Regions from separate parts of the Mus musculus genome. Here region 1 is linked to region 2. A link is a contact called in public HiChIP or PLAC-seq data. All regions are on one chromosome and are shown on one strand. The core of a region is the stretch at or near the end of the contact, and the rest is flanking DNA. Distances in the headings are between cores, read along the strand shown. Region 1 has its middle 18 kb from the start of Gm46926. Region 2 holds the start of Gpr146 (G protein-coupled receptor 146).

What was found. HiChIP or PLAC-seq counts read pairs in DNA pulled down with a chosen protein or histone mark.
Region 1: an H3K4me3 HiChIP or PLAC-seq map of craniofacial prominence shows a contact between it and region 2, with 2.7 times the contacts expected there. The contact joins the enhancer-like site here to the promoter of Gpr146 in region 2. A contact is called at or near these places in 3 of 39 promoter capture datasets (the C10 cell line, cranial neural crest and maxillary cranial neural crest), 17 of 484 Hi-C or Micro-C datasets (the C2C12 cell line, the G1E-ER4 cell line, LSK cells and 11 more) and 11 of 115 datasets of contacts at active chromatin or transcription factors (craniofacial prominence, embryonic basal ganglia, embryonic forebrain and 6 more).

Annotation. Positions count from the first base shown.
Region 1 is chr5:139,685,892-139,688,591 of GRCm38.p6, reverse strand. No RefSeq gene overlaps it. Among named protein-coding and RNA genes, the nearest start is that of Gm46926, 18 kb to the right of the region's middle. Within about 2 kb of position 1,416, at least 80 of the 459 cell types and tissues checked have an H3K27ac peak or open chromatin away from gene starts, as enhancers often do. A contact at or near this core is called in the N1E-115 cell line, craniofacial prominence and differentiating embryonic stem cells, where this site is marked.
Region 2 is chr5:139,379,067-139,382,039 of GRCm38.p6, reverse strand. It overlaps Gpr146 (G protein-coupled receptor 146), which reads right to left and starts at 1,401. Exons shown (of 2, transcript NM_030258.5): 1 at 1,297-1,401. The region is part of intron 2 of 3110082I17Rik (RIKEN cDNA 3110082I17 gene); the gene reads left to right.

The DNA of each region.
Region 1 (2,700 bases), core at 167-2,666, 310 kb before region 2:
GCAGTTGCTCTCAACAACAGCAGGCGTTGCCCGGATCCAGCTGGGTTGGCACACGGGCCAGCACCATCTGTCCCTTACCCTCCATCTGAGATGCCCGCCCTGAGTGAGGCCACAGGCGTATAGGAGGGCTGTGGTCGGCGTTAGATGGGAGCATTAAACTTCCTGCCAGTGACAGCCATAGGTGCTGTGGGATCCCATGAGGGACAGGGCCACCTCAGACCCAGCCCTGCCACAGCCTGCCCTGTAAAGACTTCTGCTAACACATCCAGGGTGTGGGAAGAACATGGGACATAGACATTGTAGCTTCTATCCCATACACAGCATGGGTGGGGAAACTGAGGCACATGTATCTAGAACTTCTAGAATGCCACGCAGAAAAGTTGAAACCACAAGCTGGGACCATCCACCGCATTCATTGACTCCCGACTGAAGATTCTTACAGCCCTCCCCTAAGTGCCCCGACTTGGAATATTATTTAACCGGTGGGTGACAGGTCGGATTGCTGCTGGGTGGCAGGGTGAGCTCATTTGGTTGCTTTCAACTGAGGTCATCTTAAGCTACCTATTTTCGCCTCAGTTTCCTGATCAGTAAAATGGAATCAACGAATAAATGGTCAAATGACACACTGAGAAGCCTCATGTTGGCTTTACGTTTTGGGCAATAGCCCCCAAGTCCAGTCAGTTGAGCAGCACCGAGTGCGGCCTGCAGGTGGCGCTGCGGCGTTTCTAAGAGCGCGGATTTCTACGGGGTGGTGGCCCTGCGGGTGTCCCAGAAGTAGTGCAAGGGGCATGCTTACCTAAGCCACACACCCAGGGATGCCTGCATGACGGTCCAGGGCACCTGGCTGAACCACCTTGAAGACCTGCTTTAGGCTGTTGTGCCCTGGGCCTGCCATGCCTCATCTGGGACCACATTGGGGATCTGGTGTCCTGGGCTCCAGAGGCATCAGCAGAAAACTGTGTGCTTGCTCGGAGGCCTGACAGGAGGGTACTGGCTGGCTTGCCACAGATGAGGCCCACAGGGCTGTGAGATCGCTGGCTCAAGTGGTGACTTCAAGAGGTGCACAGTGCCATCACTTCTGTGACTAGAAGTGGTGGGGGCTCCCCTGGACAGCTAGTGGCCTCGGGTAGAAGGATTCTGGATCCCCGTCCTCCTTAGACCCTTTGGTAATAAGTAATTGCTTCCTAAGGAGTACAGCATGGTGTCTGGAGGGCCAGGGAAGAACCCAGAACTGCAAGCATCTCTCAGCCTCATTGTCTCTATCTGTGCTTTGGGGTGGGAGATTATCTTGGCTTCCCCTCCCCACCCCCATTCCCCATCCCAGGACAGATGGCAAGCTCTGTCCCTGTATCGCTATCTGCCTGCACTGAGTCCAGCCTAGTCCTTCTTACCTCACAGGCAGGCTTCACACAACCCTACTAAAGGGGAGGACCCTCCCACAGCACAGGACTGCCCCGCCCTTTACAGGACTGTCCCACCCACTGCATAGTATCGCTCCACCCATTGTACAGGACTGCTCCGCCCACAGCACAGGACAAATCCCTCCCCGTACTCTGAGGAAGCCTGGACTTGCAAGGCCCACAGGCACTGGCCTGGGCTTGCAGAGTGTGCAGCCTGAGCGCACCCTAAGTGCGCAGAGGGGACACAGGCCGGGAAAAGAGCCGCGTGTGCACGCAGCATCTGGGTGTGTGCAGGGAACTGTTGGAGCACCCGGCTCTGCAGCGACGTTCCTTAATTAGATTCTGGGAACCAGACACACAAACAAAAGATATTAATATCAAGCGGCGCCGCATCAATCGCAGTTTACACAGATCAGAGAGTGGTTTGGGTGCAAAGAGGTTGTAGCGTGACAGGTTGTTACTTTACAAGTTGGGGGTGGAGGACACGTGGTAGGCCCGACTGCATCTACTCTGAGAGGAAGTTGGCTGGGGCTGAGGTTGGGGAGGAGGGTGGCATTCAAGGCTGTGCCAGGGCCTAGCTGCCACAGAGACCTGGGTAGCTCAGGGAGGGGTTAGATATCCATTTAGCCAATTCACAGCAACTGTAGTAAGCCCTGGTATCCAGCGACTAGGACCTCATTTTCAATTTATTTATTTGCTTTTTTTCCTTTTTGAGAAAGGGCCTCATACAGCCCAGAATGGCCTCAAACTAGTGATGGAGCCAATGATGACCTTAAACCCCTGATCCTGCCACCCTCTCCTCCTAAATGCTGAGGTTCTAGTGTGCACCGCCATGCCTGGTTTAAACCATGCTGGGCAAGGAACCCAGGGCCCCTGCCTTTGCATCCCAAATGCCGGATGACAGGCAGGCCTGCAACACCACACCTGGCTTCAATTTTTAAAAAGTTACTTACAGAATATGATGCCAGACATCTTTAATTCCAGCACTCAGGAGGTAGAGGCAGAAGGATCTCTCTGAGTTCAAGGCCAGCCTGGTCTACATACTGAGTTCCAGGCCAGCCAAGGCTACATAGTGATACCTGGTCTCAAAAATGAGGGCGGAGGCTAAACTAAAAAGTCTATTTCCTTCAGGTTGGATGTAAGCAGCTATCAGTCTGGGGGCTGTGGCTATTCATGGGGGGAGGGCAAGTGGTGACATGAGCCCTGGGGGTCCCCTCTCAGGGTCCCTCCACAGTGACCCTGGCTGCATTAGCCTCAGAACCTGCAGGCCTGCAGAGGGACTCTGGTTATGACCAGCCTC
Region 2 (2,973 bases), core at 152-2,651:
TCCGGCTGCTGGGTCAGGACAGCTCGAGCCACAGGGAAGCTGAGAGGCTGCAGGCAGGAGCAAGTAACTAGGGCAGGTTAAGGAAAACAGGAGCCTCACTTGTGAGCACAGATCTCACTCCCCCAAGGGCTTGGCTTCATGTCTCAGTATGTTTGGGTCATTAAAGGAGGGGATTATGCTAGGACATTGTGGGGTAAGGAAGGAGAGAATGCCCAGGGAGCTGCAAGAGTCTCCTCCAGTCTGTGAACCACACAGGCATCCCCTCCCAACTACTCAGCCTACACATTCTGACCTAAATCCCCATGCATCCCCACATTAGGTTTAGCTGGATGTGTCGCAGCTTTCTTCATGAGCCCATTCAAGAGTCACGGGGAGCCGGGCGTGGTGGCGCACGCCTTTAATCCCAGCACTCAGGAGGCAGAGGCAGGCGGATTTCTGAGTTCGAGGCCAGCCTGGTCTACAAAGTGAGTTCCAGGACAGGGCTACACAGAGAAACCCTGTCTCGAAAAACCAAAAAAAAAAAAAAAAAAAAAAAGAGTCACGGGGACACTGATACACTGTACCCTGGGAGCAACCAGAGGTTCTAGTTTGGAAATCTGGACCTTGTGGTTGTTCTTCAAAGACTTACATGGCAGGTTAGGATAATGTGACTGTACCCTTAGTGTAATTATTAATAGTGTTTCCTTGCACTCACAGAGATAGTGCCTGGTCCCCTATGGGTGGAGTGGCCTCAGGACACGTCCAGAGGCGTTTCAATAGGATTAACTTATAGTTCTTTCAAGCTAGCTTAACCCCAGGTTATCAGTGCCTCTGATACATGGAGGTGGACATAGATGTCAGGTTGCTGGATCAGGACGAGAATAGGAATGCAGCTCGCAAGAACATAATCACAGACCGGGGCGCGCTAAATTGGCAGGTGCTGTTCTGGACAGCGGGTACTAAGTTAGTCCTAGTCAGCAAGCCTGAGGACCGAAGAAACTGTATCCCTTCACTTGGGGTTCTAGTTGCTGGTACTGCCTCCCGTGCCCGATGAATGTTCAGGGCCGATGGCGCAAGTTCCGCTATCTCTACGCACGGGTTCCAAATGTCCTGACGCTCTTAACCAACAGAAGGGACGAAGATGGTAACCGTAGCGTCCTAGGAGAGCCCGTCCGCCTCCTCGGGCAGCAAACCCACCGCCCGCCGCGGGTTCAGGACCACACTCCCTGTCCCTGGCGTCCACCCAGCGCAGCCTGGCGCGGTCTCCTCCCGCCTGGAACAGAGCATTAGGGGCTCCCCTCCCCGGGCCCCACTCACCGCTCGCTGGGCGGCGGCCCGCGCACCGGCCGCGGGCGGGCAGCTGGGCTTGCAGGAGGCAGCGGAGCTCACGGCGCGCACGCCGTGGGGGCTGTGTACACACGTGACCCCGTCCCGCCCCCGGGGGCTGCTCGCGTGGTCCCGCCCCCGCCCGCCGAGCAACGCCGTCAGGCCCTGCCCTCTCTCCCGACCCACAGCTCGGTGGCTCCGCCCTTTTCTTGGAACCGGTGCTTAGTTCCCGCAGGCTCCGCCCCCAGTCCGAACGGACAATCCCCTTGGCCAGCCACGGCCGGCCGCCTTAATGCTGGAGGGCGGCGCACCTGCCCCCATTAAAGTTTGTAATTTCCCCGACCTGTGCTTCCCCGGTCCTAGAGGCGTCTAAGTGGAGCTGTCCGGAGAAAACAGCTCCGACCCACTGTGTAGCTGCTGTCCAACATGAAAGTGGGAATGGTGCCATTTAGAGTATTTGCCTAACAGTCAGGAAGCCCGGCGTTTAGTCCTCAACACCACATAAGCCAGGGGTAGTGGTGCGTGCATACATGTAGTCCCAACACTCAGGAGATAGAGCAGGGAGGATCAGAAGTTCAAGGCTGTCCCTGGCTACATAGTCACCTGAAGGGTATCCTGGGATACATGAGATCTTAAAAAACAAAGAGTAACAACAACAAAATACACACACACACACAGATAGCCTAACTGGGCATGATGGTGCCCATCTATAATCTCAGCACTCAAGAGGCAGAGCAAGGACTGCCATAAATCCAAGGCTGTTGTAGCTTACATAGCAAATTCTGGGCCAACTGGGGTTGCAAAGTAAGACTGTCAAAAGTGGGGGGAGGGTCCTGGAGTTGTTGGCCCAATTGCAAGCAGGAGGACCTATGTTTGATCCCTCAGAACCCATGTCAGAAAGGTTGAGTGTGGTAGCATGTGCTTGTAGTGCTAGGGAGGTGGCAGGCGCTGGGGCCCTTTGGGCCAGCCTATCTAACTTTCACATTTCAGGCCACCAACCACCCCCACCCCCAAAAAGCCAACCCTGTCTTATAAAAAACAAGGTGGACAGCACCTGAGGAATGATGGCCAAGGTGGACCTCTGGGCTCCATAGGCACATAATCTAAAATGAAAGTAAACCATAAATAATTGACCCTCAGGATTCCTGGTGAGACTCTGAAGTGTCAGGGTTCCTGGGCCTTCCAGAGGGTTCCTGTGAGGTTTCACTCACAACTGGGGAGTGCTGCTGGTGAACCGAGCACCCTCCTAGTGCAAGGCCCCACTGGCTGCCTGCTCTGCACCACCCGAAGCACAGCACAGATGTTCAGAGTAAGAGGGCCCAGCCGCCGACTCGGCTGCGGGCGGTCCTCCCATTGAGCAGGCATGTCCCCGAGCTAGACATCTTGGACATGGTAGGGTGTGTGAATTGCTGTCTGACCTCGTGCTCTGAGGTTGATATTTGAAAAATCCCACAGAGCTGGCCTCCCTCGTGCTGCAGGGAGGGCTCCTAAGGGTCAGGCATGGCCCCTGCTCGGGCCGTGTACTCAGTGGTCACGAGTCTCAGCTCACACAGCAGCCCAGTGCCCTGCCGAGGCCAAGCGCCATGGAAACGCCCGGAACTTCCCTTCCCGGGCCACATTCTTGGGACTTGGCAGGTCTTCCTGGCTGTTCTGGAGTGGCAGTTGATA